Regions from separate parts of the Sus scrofa genome. Here region 2 is linked to region 1. A link is a contact called in public HiChIP or PLAC-seq data. All regions are on one chromosome and are shown on one strand. The core of a region is the stretch at or near the end of the contact, and the rest is flanking DNA. Distances in the headings are between cores, read along the strand shown. Region 1 overlaps FNDC3A (fibronectin type-III domain-containing protein 3A). Region 2 has its middle 61 kb from the start of CYSLTR2.

Region 1 (5,660 bases), core at 3,072-5,571:
CTTCCTCCATTACTTTCTTCATCAGATTCTTGAGTATCTTTATTTCTCTAGAAATGAGTAAAACTCTCTAAGGAGGTTTTATTTCAAGTTGTTAAAAACTAGTGGGTAAAGGGATAATGCAGTCTAAAGTTAGAGCGGTAAAAAAGAACCTGAAGGTAAGGTACTCTTTTAAAGTTATATAAAGCAAGTAAGATTTTTTAGTTCCTGGAAAGAATAAAACACACTTTCCAAAGTGCCTGATTAAGAGAAGGTAAACAAGAGATCATATTTTTTTAAGTTGTTTGGAAAGAATATCACTATAAAAATGAAATGTAGAATAAGACAAACAGGTGGGGGTTTTTAAAGAAATTTTCATTATAAGAAACAAAAACAACTTCCTTTGGGTAAATATACATGCATATAGCATTTCTTTAACTTGTTTCTCAAACCCCCACAGACATGACTTACACGTTACACAGGAGGTTTTTAATGCTAACAAAGCAAGTTCCAAATCAACTCTTCTTCCTTGACTTTTTCTTGATTTTTATTCCTTTTGTTTTTCGTACTTTTGCCTTTTGTATTTTTCATTGATTTTATGTGCAAAGGTTAGTTTGATTTTCCTCTAGGTCAGTGTTTCTTAACTTGTAAGATTATAAGAATCACTTGGGATATTTATAAAGTAAATGTGCTGATTTAAGACCCCTCTTTCCTCTGAGCATACTAAAGAAGAATCTTTAGGAGAACCTAGAAATCTCTGTGTTTTAAAAACCTCCCTAAGTGGCTGTTACAATAACCAGGGAAATTTGAGGAACACAACAATAGGTAAAGAGCAATCGGTGCACTTTATAAGATAAACTTTTCTAACAGGTGAATCATGTAAAAATTTCATGATAACACAGTCACTGTTAGTTTGAGTGTTTAGATGAAGAATTCAAAGTGTAATTCAGGTTGTTTTCAATTTTAGCTTGCTAAGTAATCCTGGGTTAATACATCTTTTTTGTGGCCCATTCAGGTCCTGCTCAGGTTCCAATGATGTCCCCAAATGGTTCTGTGCCTCCTATTTATGTGCCTCCTGGATACGCCCCACAGGTATGTTGTTATTTTTCTTTTTATAACTATGTAATAGTGATTGTCTGTTTAATTCAGACAAAAAGTACCACTTAAGTGCTGAAGCTTACCCAGTATACAGTATATCTTGGTAAATCTGTTTCAGGTACTTTAGTACATTTAGTGTATTGAGAAAGGGGAAAAAATTAAATTAGCACTCATCATCATTTGGCCTTGTCTTTGAATGTTGAATTATAATAAAGAAATAATTTTGGAGTTTTATCTTCTTGAAGATGTGAATAATGTAAGTAATACCTCAAGGTTTAAAGATACCTACACTAATTCTTTTAAATTAATCATTTGCTTAAAAGTAATCCAAGGTGGTCTTCCAACTTTATTCTTACAGTGGTTCTCGAATACCCATAATTGTATGGTACTTTGTGGTCAGTAGAAGAGAATTTCGACCTGTAAACCTGCAACCCCAAGGGCTAAGGGGATCTATATTACTACACACCTGTAGCCCTTTCCTGCAAAGCAGTTGGAAAGCTCTCACTTAAAGAGTATAGCTAATTTATTTGCACAGGTAAACAGAATGAAACTGTAAGATCTGTAGGGGTTCAATATCTTCTGCTACTAAGATTCTGTTTGGTCAGCACTCATTGCTTCACAACCGTTTTGGAAATACTAACGGTTGCTAATCCTCGAACTGAATTTATACTTGAAATTTCCTTCAGGCTCTCTCTTCCTTCCTCCCTGATTATGGCAGAATACAGTGGGAAACCATGCTGGATTCACCGCCTATTCTGTGAAGTCTACCACTGTATGAATGACAGCAAAAAAAGACCACTATGCTGGGGGGAGAATGGAAGTAGTATGAGGATTAAAGTCAGAAAAGCCAGATCCATGTACTGTTTAAAACTCTACTGGCTGCATTGGCCTTGGACAGATCAGCTTGCTTGAGCCTCATTGTCTTCACTGTAAAATAAGATCGTAACATATATGAAATGACACATTTGAAAGTACTTTGTAAACTTTTCAAAAGAGAATAATCAGCTATTTCTGCTTTTGTTTAGCACACTGACTCCTTAGCCTGCATTCTGCCTTTATTATGCTACTAAATCTGTTCCCTGTTATATGCCAAACCAAAGGCCTTTTTCCCATCCTGATCCTCTTTGACCTCTAAACAATTGACCCTGCTCATGTGATTCACCCCAGATTCCCCCAGATTTCCTTGAAGTAATACTGTCCTAATCCTTTCTACTTCTCTGGTCGTTCCTTCTCCAACCTCTCTCCACTCACATACAGCTGATACCTGGTCTCTTCCTCTACCTTCCTTTACCAAACATTTTGAATGACACCACGTGCTAAACTCTATATTGGGTGCTAGTGACATAAAGATAATTAAGACAAATTCTTTCTATGCAGTTATGGGTATCTTACTGTTCTCTCAGCTAACTGTACCTTTTATTTTTGTTTTTGCTTTTTTTTGTTTTTTGTTTTTTTGCTTTTTAGGTCTTACAGGTACAACATATGGAAGTTCCCAGGCTAGGGGTGAATCAGAGCTGCAGTTGCCGGCCACAGCCACACTGGATCCGAACTGCACCTGTGACCTACACTACAGCCACAGCAATGCCAGATCTTTAACCCGGTGAGCAAGACCAGGGATCACACCCGCATCCTCGTGGATCCTAATCGGATTCATTTCCAGTGAGCCACAACAGGAACTCCCTTAATTTTGTTTTTAATGGCATATTTCTACACTTCTCATTTCACTCAGTCTAGAATTAGCTTCTAAAATCACCTTCTGGAATTAGGCCATTAGGAACATTTTCAGGTGCCTCTACTTTTGGGTTCTCATGGCACATTATGTCTATCCCTCTTTTAACGAATTTACCACACTGCTTAATTGATTCACTTTCCTGAGAAGATTATGTATAGTTCCTATATTTAACAGTGTTCAACAGATATGTGTTGAGTGTTCATATATTTCAGGCACTTTTCTAAGTGCTTGAATAAAAAGAGGCAAAGAGCTCTGTAAACTTCTGTAGTTTATACTGTTATGGGGAAAAGCAAACAATAAACGTAATAAGTGGATAAAGTATATGATGTATTATATACATTACATATGAGTAATATGGGGGGGAAAGAAAGGTTATAGAGCTGGTTACATTTTAAAACTAGGGTGACCAGACCAGGCCTTGTTGGAAAGGTACCTTTGAACCAAGTCTTAAAGGACAATTAGGAATGGGCCATGCATTTATTTAGGGAAAGAAGATTCAGGAACAGAAACAGCCAATGAAAATGGCCTAGGATGAAAGCATGCTTGGGAACAACAAGGTGGCCATCTTGTCTGGATTGAGTCCTTAAGGCAGAATAATAGTAAGTAAGAAGGTTGGAGAGATAATGGGACTAGATCACATAGGATCCTTAGCCATCTTTATTTCCTCAAAGCTGAGTACAGGGGTTCCCGTCATGGCTCAGTTGTTAATGAATCCGACTAGGAACCATGAGGTTACGGGTTCGATCCCTGGCCTTGCTTAGTGGGTTAAGGATCCCGCGTTGCCGTGAGCTGTGGTGTAGGTTACAGACGCGGCTCAGATCCCATGTCGCTGTGGCTCTGGCGTAGGCTGATGGCCACAGCTCCTATTGGACCCCTGGCCTGGGAACCTCCATATGCCACGGGAGTGGCCCAAGAAATGGCAAAAAAAAAAAAAAAAAAAAAAAAAAAAAGCTGAGTACAGAGCCTGCCATATACTAAGGCTCAGTAAATATTAGTAAATCAATCAAATAGTCATCTAAGTTGAGGTTCTATATCTTTAGGCCAAGGGCCACTGATCTTTCTTATTACTTTGGTTTTTCACTTCTGTTCTCATAAAGAGCCTTGAGCTGGCTTGTCCACTTAATGAAGTCTAGATTTCTTGACATATAAGGCCTTATACAGTTCTGTTCTAGTTTGTCTTTGTACCTTTCTCTTGACACATGGTCACTTGATGTTTTCCTTTCTCCATGGCTTTCTCTCTTTCTTTGCTTTTTAAGGCTGCACCCATGGCATATAGAAGTTCCCAGGCTAGGGGTCGAATCGGAGCTATAGTTGCTAGCCTACCCCACAGCCACAGCAACAAGGGATCTGAGCTGCATCTGCAACCTATATACCACAGCTCATGACAACGCCAGATCCATAACCTACTGAACAAGGGCAGGGATCGAACCCGCATCCACATGGATCCTAGTCAGGTTCATGAACTGCTGAGTCATGAAGGAAACTCCCATTTCTTCGTGGTTTTCTTAATGCTGTTTTCTGAGAAAGATTATTCATTGCCTCATTTCTGCCTTTTGAAATTCTGCTGATCCTTGAGAACCTAGGTCAAGTTCTTTGTACCATTCTTTGGCTATGTGTTACATACCACCTAGTATTATAAGTGTATGTATATATATATTCTTTTTCATATGATATTTTAAGTTTCTTGAACATAAAGAGGTACCTTTTAATAATTATCTTTGTTATGTGGTAACTCAGATATCATAGTTGTTTCATAAATTTTGTCAAATAAGTGAATGAACTTTAACAATAATCTTACTGGAAGGATTATGTGAGGTTAATAATTAACTAACTGTTAATCAACATTAATTTAAGATTATCTCTAGGAAATATATCCTTTTCAAGCATACAGAAGTAATCCAAAGACAAAAATTTAGTTTCATTGTTCTTAAAGTACCCATTGTGTACGAATGGGTTCTAACTTTTTTTTTTTATTACTCAAATGAATTTATCACATCTGTAGTTGTGTAATGATCATAACAATCTGATTTCACAGGATTTCCATCTCACAGCCCAAGCACATCCCCCACCTCCAAAAATGTCTCCTCCGGAGACCATAAGTTTTTCAATGTCTGTAAGTCAGCATTTGTTCTGCAAAGAAGTTCAGTCTGGAGTTCCCATCGTGGCGCAGTGGTTAACGAATCCAATTAGGAACCATGAGGTTGCGGGTTTGATCCGTGGCCTTGCTCAGTGGGTCGACGATCCGGCATTGCCGTGAGCTGTGGTGTAGGTTGCAGACGCGGCTTGGATCCTGCGTTGCTGTGGCTCTGGTGTAGGCCGGTGGCTACAGCTCTGATTAGACCCCTAGCCTGCAAATCTCTATATGCCGCGGGAGCGGCACTAGAAAAAGGCAAAAAGACCAACAAAAAAAAAAAAAGAAGTTCAGTCTGTCCTTTCTTCAGATTCCACATGTCCGTGAAAGCATTTGACGTTGGTGTCTCATTGTATGGCTGACTTCACACAGGTTCTAACATTTTGACATCATTGTTGCACTACATCCCCCATCGCCTGACATACGTAATTTCTGATGACAGAAAACTCTAAGTTCTAGGCACAGCTAACAGCTTCATAATCCAAAACCTAGCACATAAGTAAACATATTAGCAAATATAGATGCTGCAAGTTGAACCAAATGTTAAGACACATAGATAGCTATAATACAGTGCAAGTGCAGGAACCAAGTAGCATGCACACTAAATTTATGAATAGCTATCATCTCTAGGCTCCTTTTAGACCTTTGTACACTAGTCTCCCCTCATGGCAACAGGCTTAATCATCTCCATCCCTGCCTTATATGTAGCTATTGTTTAAAGCC
Region 2 (5,720 bases), core at 3,182-5,681, 320 kb before region 1:
AAAAAGATCTTCTCTTTAATATCTTTACCTGTTTTAGTACTATGGAGCCTATCACTGATAGATGTACAGAAGTTCTAGATATTCTGGAAACTAAATGATTGTCAGTTAAAGGGAATGTTAGCTATGATGCTTGGTTAGGTTGTTGAACAGAGGTTTTTGATTTTAATACTCAAATATATCAATGTTTCTCTTCATGATTTGTGATTCTGTAAGGAGTCCTTTTCCATCCCAGTTCATAAAACATTCTAATAAAGATAATTATAGATCTTTCAGTCACCCGAGATCTACTTTCGTCTTAGTGTATGATAGGGTCTAATTGCGACTTTTTATGTGTAATGAACTAGTGCCCTTTATCAAAAAGAGTCCATCCTTTCTCCACTGATTCTTAATGCCACCTTTGTCATCTATCATGTTTCCACAGACTAGCATTTTGCTCTTTCCACTCAAGAGTGGAATTGATGGGTCATGTGTTAAGGACACCTTTAACTTTACTGCAAATTGCCATATTGTTCTCTCAAATGGTTGTGTTGATTTACACTGCCAATAGCAAGGACAAAGGTTCCATTTCTTCATGCCCTCACCAGCTCTTTTTTGGGGAAAAATTCCCTTGGTTTATTAATCTATCCCTAAGCTAATATCATACTATCGTAGATATGACTGCAATAAGGGTTTTTATCTGGTAAGAGAGGTCTCGTTCACCTGCTGGTCCCAAGAAGAGGATGAGAGACAGGTGAGGCAGAGCCAAACTTCCTCAGCTGTGCCTTAACTCACCTCTGCCTCCCACTCACAGATACACATCAGCTCAATAAAAGCTTGCTGATGAGCGCTACTGAGATTTGTATTTGTCATGTAGCAGTGGAAGAATATTGTGAAGATTGAAATGAGCAAGTTCCTGTGAAGTGCCAGGTAAAAGTAAGCCCTCTATACACGTAAGCTATTATTCAAGTTCAGGTAATGGCAGTGAAGGAGCTGAGTCACCCAAGTTGGAGATCGGGGGCTCATCAGTGATTCTTACACTGTCCCTTCATACAGTTTACCACATTCACTGGTTTTCCTTCCCTTGTATTTCTCACATTGGTTACTTCTCCCCTTCCCTGCTGCCATCCCCTGATTCAGGTCCTCATTGCTATTTATCTGGATTACTGGGCGCCCAGCAACCTCTCTTGTCCTTCCAGTTCCTTCTCCATGGGACTGCCAGAATTATATTTGAGATAAATTTGTGACAGTCCTCGGTGCCTTCAGAATAACAACCTACTAGCTGAGTGACTATGGGTGAGCTATTTAACATCTCATGTCTTTGTTTCCTGATCTGCAGAATGGGGATCCATGCAGTACCTCCTATAGCCGTTGCAAACATATGATCTCATTCATGTTAGTGTATGGTATGTGATGAGCACTCTGAGAATATTACTTCTAGTTCTTAGTTTCTCATTTTCATTATTTGATGATACCTGTAGTGTTCTGTGATGCTGGTTTTGTCTCTGGCATCTTCATTACTTTGCTTTTTTTTTTTTTTTTTTTTTTAACAGTATCTTAAGTCTCAGCTATGTGGGTTGGGTTGGAATGACCTCATCTCAACTCTAGAGATGAGTCCTAATTGACTTAAGCCAATCAGAGTATCCTGTCACCTTAAACCAAATCAGACCAACAAAAGTCAAAAAGGTTTAATGCCAGTGATTCAGTTTGCATTATTGAAAAGTAGATTCTCCTTTCCTGGGGATCCTGGACAAGAATATTTGCAGCCCCCAGAGCTACAGGCTGCCACTGCCAGATTACAAGTAAAGCTGGCTTTATGAGGAAGCAACTCTATGGAGGGCAAATCGGAAACTTGGAATGAAACATGATTGAGCCTCACCTGACGCTAGGCCTCTATCTTGATTTTTCATGAACCCATCAATTTTCTTTACTGTTAAGGCCAGGTTTGTTTGTTTATTTACTTACTTACTTACTTAGCTTTTTAGGTGGCATGTGGAGGTTCCCAGGCTATGGGTCAAATGGAGCTACAACTGTGGGCCTATGCCACAGCCACAGCAACGCAGTATCCGAGCCTTGTCTGTGACCTATACCACACCCCATGGATACACCAGATCCTTAACCCACTGAGCGAGGCCAGGGATTGAACCTGCAACCTCATGGTTCCTAGTCAGATTGTTTCTGCTGCACAACAAAGGGAACTCCTGTTAGGCCAGTTTTAGATAGGTTTCCTGCTACTCGTAATATAGAATCTAACATAAAGTGCCTGCAAATGAATTCCTGAGCACCTCCTCTTCTTCGGTGAGACTGACTCTGAGGTCCATACCTGCTACGATGGGATGAATGGAGTCCCCCCAAAAGAAACGTCCCCCTGGAACTTGTGAATGTGACCTTATTTGGAAAAAGGGTCTTTGCTGATGGAATTAAATTAAGGATGTCAAGATAAGATACACTGAATTAAGTGGGTGGGCCCTAAAACCAATGACAAGTGTCTTGATAAAAGAAGGAAAAGGATACAACAAGGACAGAAGAGTGGGGCAGGCCGTGTGAAGGCAAAAGCAGAAGGTGAAATGATACAGCCACAAACCAATGCCTGTCTGGAGCCACCAGAAGCTGCAAGAGGCAAGGAAGGATTCTCTCCTAGAGTCTTGACACTAGAGCCTCAGGACATGTTAGTTTTGGACTTCTAGCCTCCCAAACTGTGACAGAAAATATTTCTATTTTTTTAAACCAAAGATTTGTGGTAATTCGTTAGGATGGCCCTCAGGAATTAATACACCTTAGGAGTGTGATCTGCGTGTCTACAACTGCCAGCAAGAGGGGCCCTCATGGCCAGGAATTTCTACTGGAGAGGTTGCCGGAATATATTCATTCACAGTCTCATCTTAGCTGTGGTTCTTCCATTTATGATGCATGATTCCTTCCATATCCATATCCTGAAATTTTAGCAAGGTCTCCCCCCCCCCTTTCCTATCAAAATTTCAAGCAAACTAGGCTGGCTATATGTGCCAGGAACTGTTCCAGTTTCTACCTACCCTCCCAACGTTATTATTAATAGCACCCCTTCACTCTCAAAGCGTCCTAATTTGGTCAGTTAATTCTACGGTCACCCAAGGGGAATTCAACCCCTGTTAATGAAATCCATCAGCTTCTGCCAAGCTCATTATGTTTAAGCCACCGGTCATCGCCTTCCTCCTCACGCTTCCTGAGGGACGATACTGTGCCCAGGGCGCTGGTCCCTTCATGGCCACCGGGGATGGACTGGGCTGGTCAGAAGCGAGAGGTTTTTGTCACCCATCTTCAAAAAGTGATCCGGCCACCCGCCTTCCTTAGGAATTTGAGATTGGGAAATGAGAGGCTGACGAGGAACAGAGCTGTAATGAGGCAGCGCCGACGACTTCAGTAACACCCAGTGGGTCTCCCAGGGAAAGGGCGGGGGGTGGGGGGGGGGTCGTCCTGTGCCCCGCGGCGCACCCGGCTGGAAACGCGCTCTAGGGGGCGCCCTGCACACAGACCGCCTGGCGCCTGATGCGATGGGGGGTAGCCCTGAGTGCTCGGCTGCCGGGCATCGTTGGCTTCCAGTTCCAGTTGCGAGTTACCAGTGGTTCTCACACTCGGCTGTATGTCAGCATTACCTGGGGACTTACAAAACATCCTGACCCCCAAGTCACACCCCAGACTTACTAAACGAGAACCTCGGGAGTGAAACCCAGATCTGAGAAGCTTTAAAAACTCCTCAGCTGAGGTGAATGTGTCGTCCAGTTTGTGAACCACTGATAACCCCCCGGGGCCCCTTCGCTGAGGTCATTTAAGTGGGTCTCTGCGCCAGTCAAAAGACTGGTGTGTGTCACTCTCCCCAGGCTTTTGAGGGCGCTTTGACACTTCCCTGGTGTTCTAGGGAGCAGGATATGGTCTATGACAGTCTTCTTACTGGCCGGCTGTCATAATCCTTATCCAGAAAAATCTTGTGCACTTTGCCTGACACTCTAAATAATGAGGTAGTTAAATTGCTGGCTAATTTCATGAGCTGTGCAAAGAGCTCTTTGCATGAAAATGAGGATTATGTAAAACAGAATCTTGGTTTTGCTCATCCCTCCTGCTTCATTCCTCTTGGTGCTTCTGAAGACAGGATGAGTCATCTCTCAGCTACAACTGGACTGGAATTTCTTTAAAAATACACGGAACAAAACTGATTGTGCATTTTCTCTTTCAGTATTTTTTACTGGGGTTTCAGCCTCTTTATTTTCTATCATGTTTCTGTCCTGCCTGGATATAAACATTTCTGTTCCAGCAGCGGCAGCTGGCAAATGCCAGAGGTTTATAAAAGTGTAGAGGGACATAGGAACTATATTTGGGCATGGCCACTTTGAATGACAAATTGAACACGTTCTGGAATGTTCTTTATTATAAATGGACCTGGAGGAAGAGACTTTTCTGTCCACTAGGTGACTCCCTACTATATGTGCCAGAGAATCATGGATCATTTGTTATTATGGGCAGCATCCACCCCCACAACACCTGAGCACCACTTTTAGAAATGAGATTAAATGATAGGATTCTAGAGAGAAAAATCTCTGGTGATCCACAGTGACACCATCATGGTGATTTACTTAGTTCTCCCCGTGAAAAGCTAACAGAGAGAGAAGGACAAGCTACGCCTTTTCAGGTAGATGTAGAGGCCCGGCTCTCAAATGGAGCTCCAGGCCCCAGCCTGTGATGGGCATTAATAATTCCTGGCTTCCTTACTGAATGCAATGCCCAGAGATTTGAACAGATGCCAGCCAAAGGAGATGCTGTGAGAATGCTGGGCCAGGCCTTCTCTAAAAGCAAGAGAAACGCTCATTCTCTTTATAACACTCCATGCTCTTTCTGTCTTGGCTTTTTTTTAATACCCGTTCTTCTTACCTGTCTGGTAAACTTGTTCTCCTCCTTCACGACCCAGCTCTAGGGACACCTCTGTGAAGGCCTCTCTTGCTTCCTGTGCTGGGATGGGCGGGTCCTGGCCATGGTGCTATTATTGCACATATCAATCTCTTGAGCTCACTTAGCCACGGCCCTTCTCGCTCGCTAAAAATCCCTCTGAAGGTGGGACTAGCTCTGAGGCGTCCCTTTACCCCATAGCCTGTAAAAGTGCCTGCTGGCTCAGAGCTGATACTCAAGGAATAGATGGTACTTTCGGAATGACACCGGAAGGGAGACAAGAATGAACATTATTTAAGGATGCCTACGTGTGTGGCGCTTCCATACATTATTTTAAATCTTCTGAACAACCTTATGAGGTAAATATAAGAATAGTGAGGCTCAGAAATATTAAGGGTCTTTCAGGGCTAATAAGGGGCAGGATTCAATGGAGCTCCCTGACTCCCAGTCATGTTCTCACCACTCCATGATAGCCTGAGTTCCTCTTTTCAAATGGAACCATGTTGGATTTCCCTGGTGGCCCACTGGGTTAAGGATCCAGCATTGTCACTGCAGTGGTTCTGGTTACTGCTGTGGCACAGGTTCGATCCTTGGCCTGGGAACTTCCACTTGGCCGCAGCTGCGGCCAAAACAAAGTGGAACAAGGTATTCCTTTTCCTTAAATAGACCATGTGAATAAGCCCAATTCACTTTATTTGAAAATTGCAGAAGTTCCCGTCGTGGCTCAGTGGTTAACAAATCCGACTAGGAACCATGAGGTTGCGGGTTCAGTCCCTGGCCTTGCGCAGTGGGTTAGGGATCCGGCATTGCCATGAGCTATGGTGTAG

The links. HiChIP or PLAC-seq counts read pairs in DNA pulled down with a chosen protein or histone mark.
Region 2: a contact with region 1 is called in an H3K27ac HiChIP or PLAC-seq map of alveolar macrophages. The contact joins two enhancer-like sites. A contact is called at or near these places in 8 of 47 Hi-C or Micro-C datasets (embryonic fibroblasts, fetal skeletal muscle, heart right ventricle and 4 more) and 2 of 2 datasets of contacts at active chromatin or transcription factors (alveolar macrophages and skeletal muscle).

Annotation. Positions count from the first base shown.
Region 1 is chr11:18,623,677-18,629,336 of Sscrofa11.1, reverse strand. FNDC3A (fibronectin type-III domain-containing protein 3A) reads left to right here. Exons shown (of 26, transcript XM_021065328.1): 4 at 992-1,068. Among named protein-coding and RNA genes, the nearest start is that of MLNR, 82 kb to the right of the region's middle. Within about 2 kb of position 4,321, at least 2 of the 83 cell types and tissues checked have an H3K27ac peak or open chromatin away from gene starts, as enhancers often do. A contact at or near this core is called in alveolar macrophages, where this site is marked.
Region 2 is chr11:18,946,807-18,952,526 of Sscrofa11.1, reverse strand. No RefSeq gene overlaps it. Among named protein-coding and RNA genes, the nearest start is that of CYSLTR2, 61 kb to the left of the region's middle. Within about 2 kb of position 4,431, at least 21 of the 83 cell types and tissues checked have an H3K27ac peak or open chromatin away from gene starts, as enhancers often do. A contact at or near this core is called in alveolar macrophages, where this site is marked.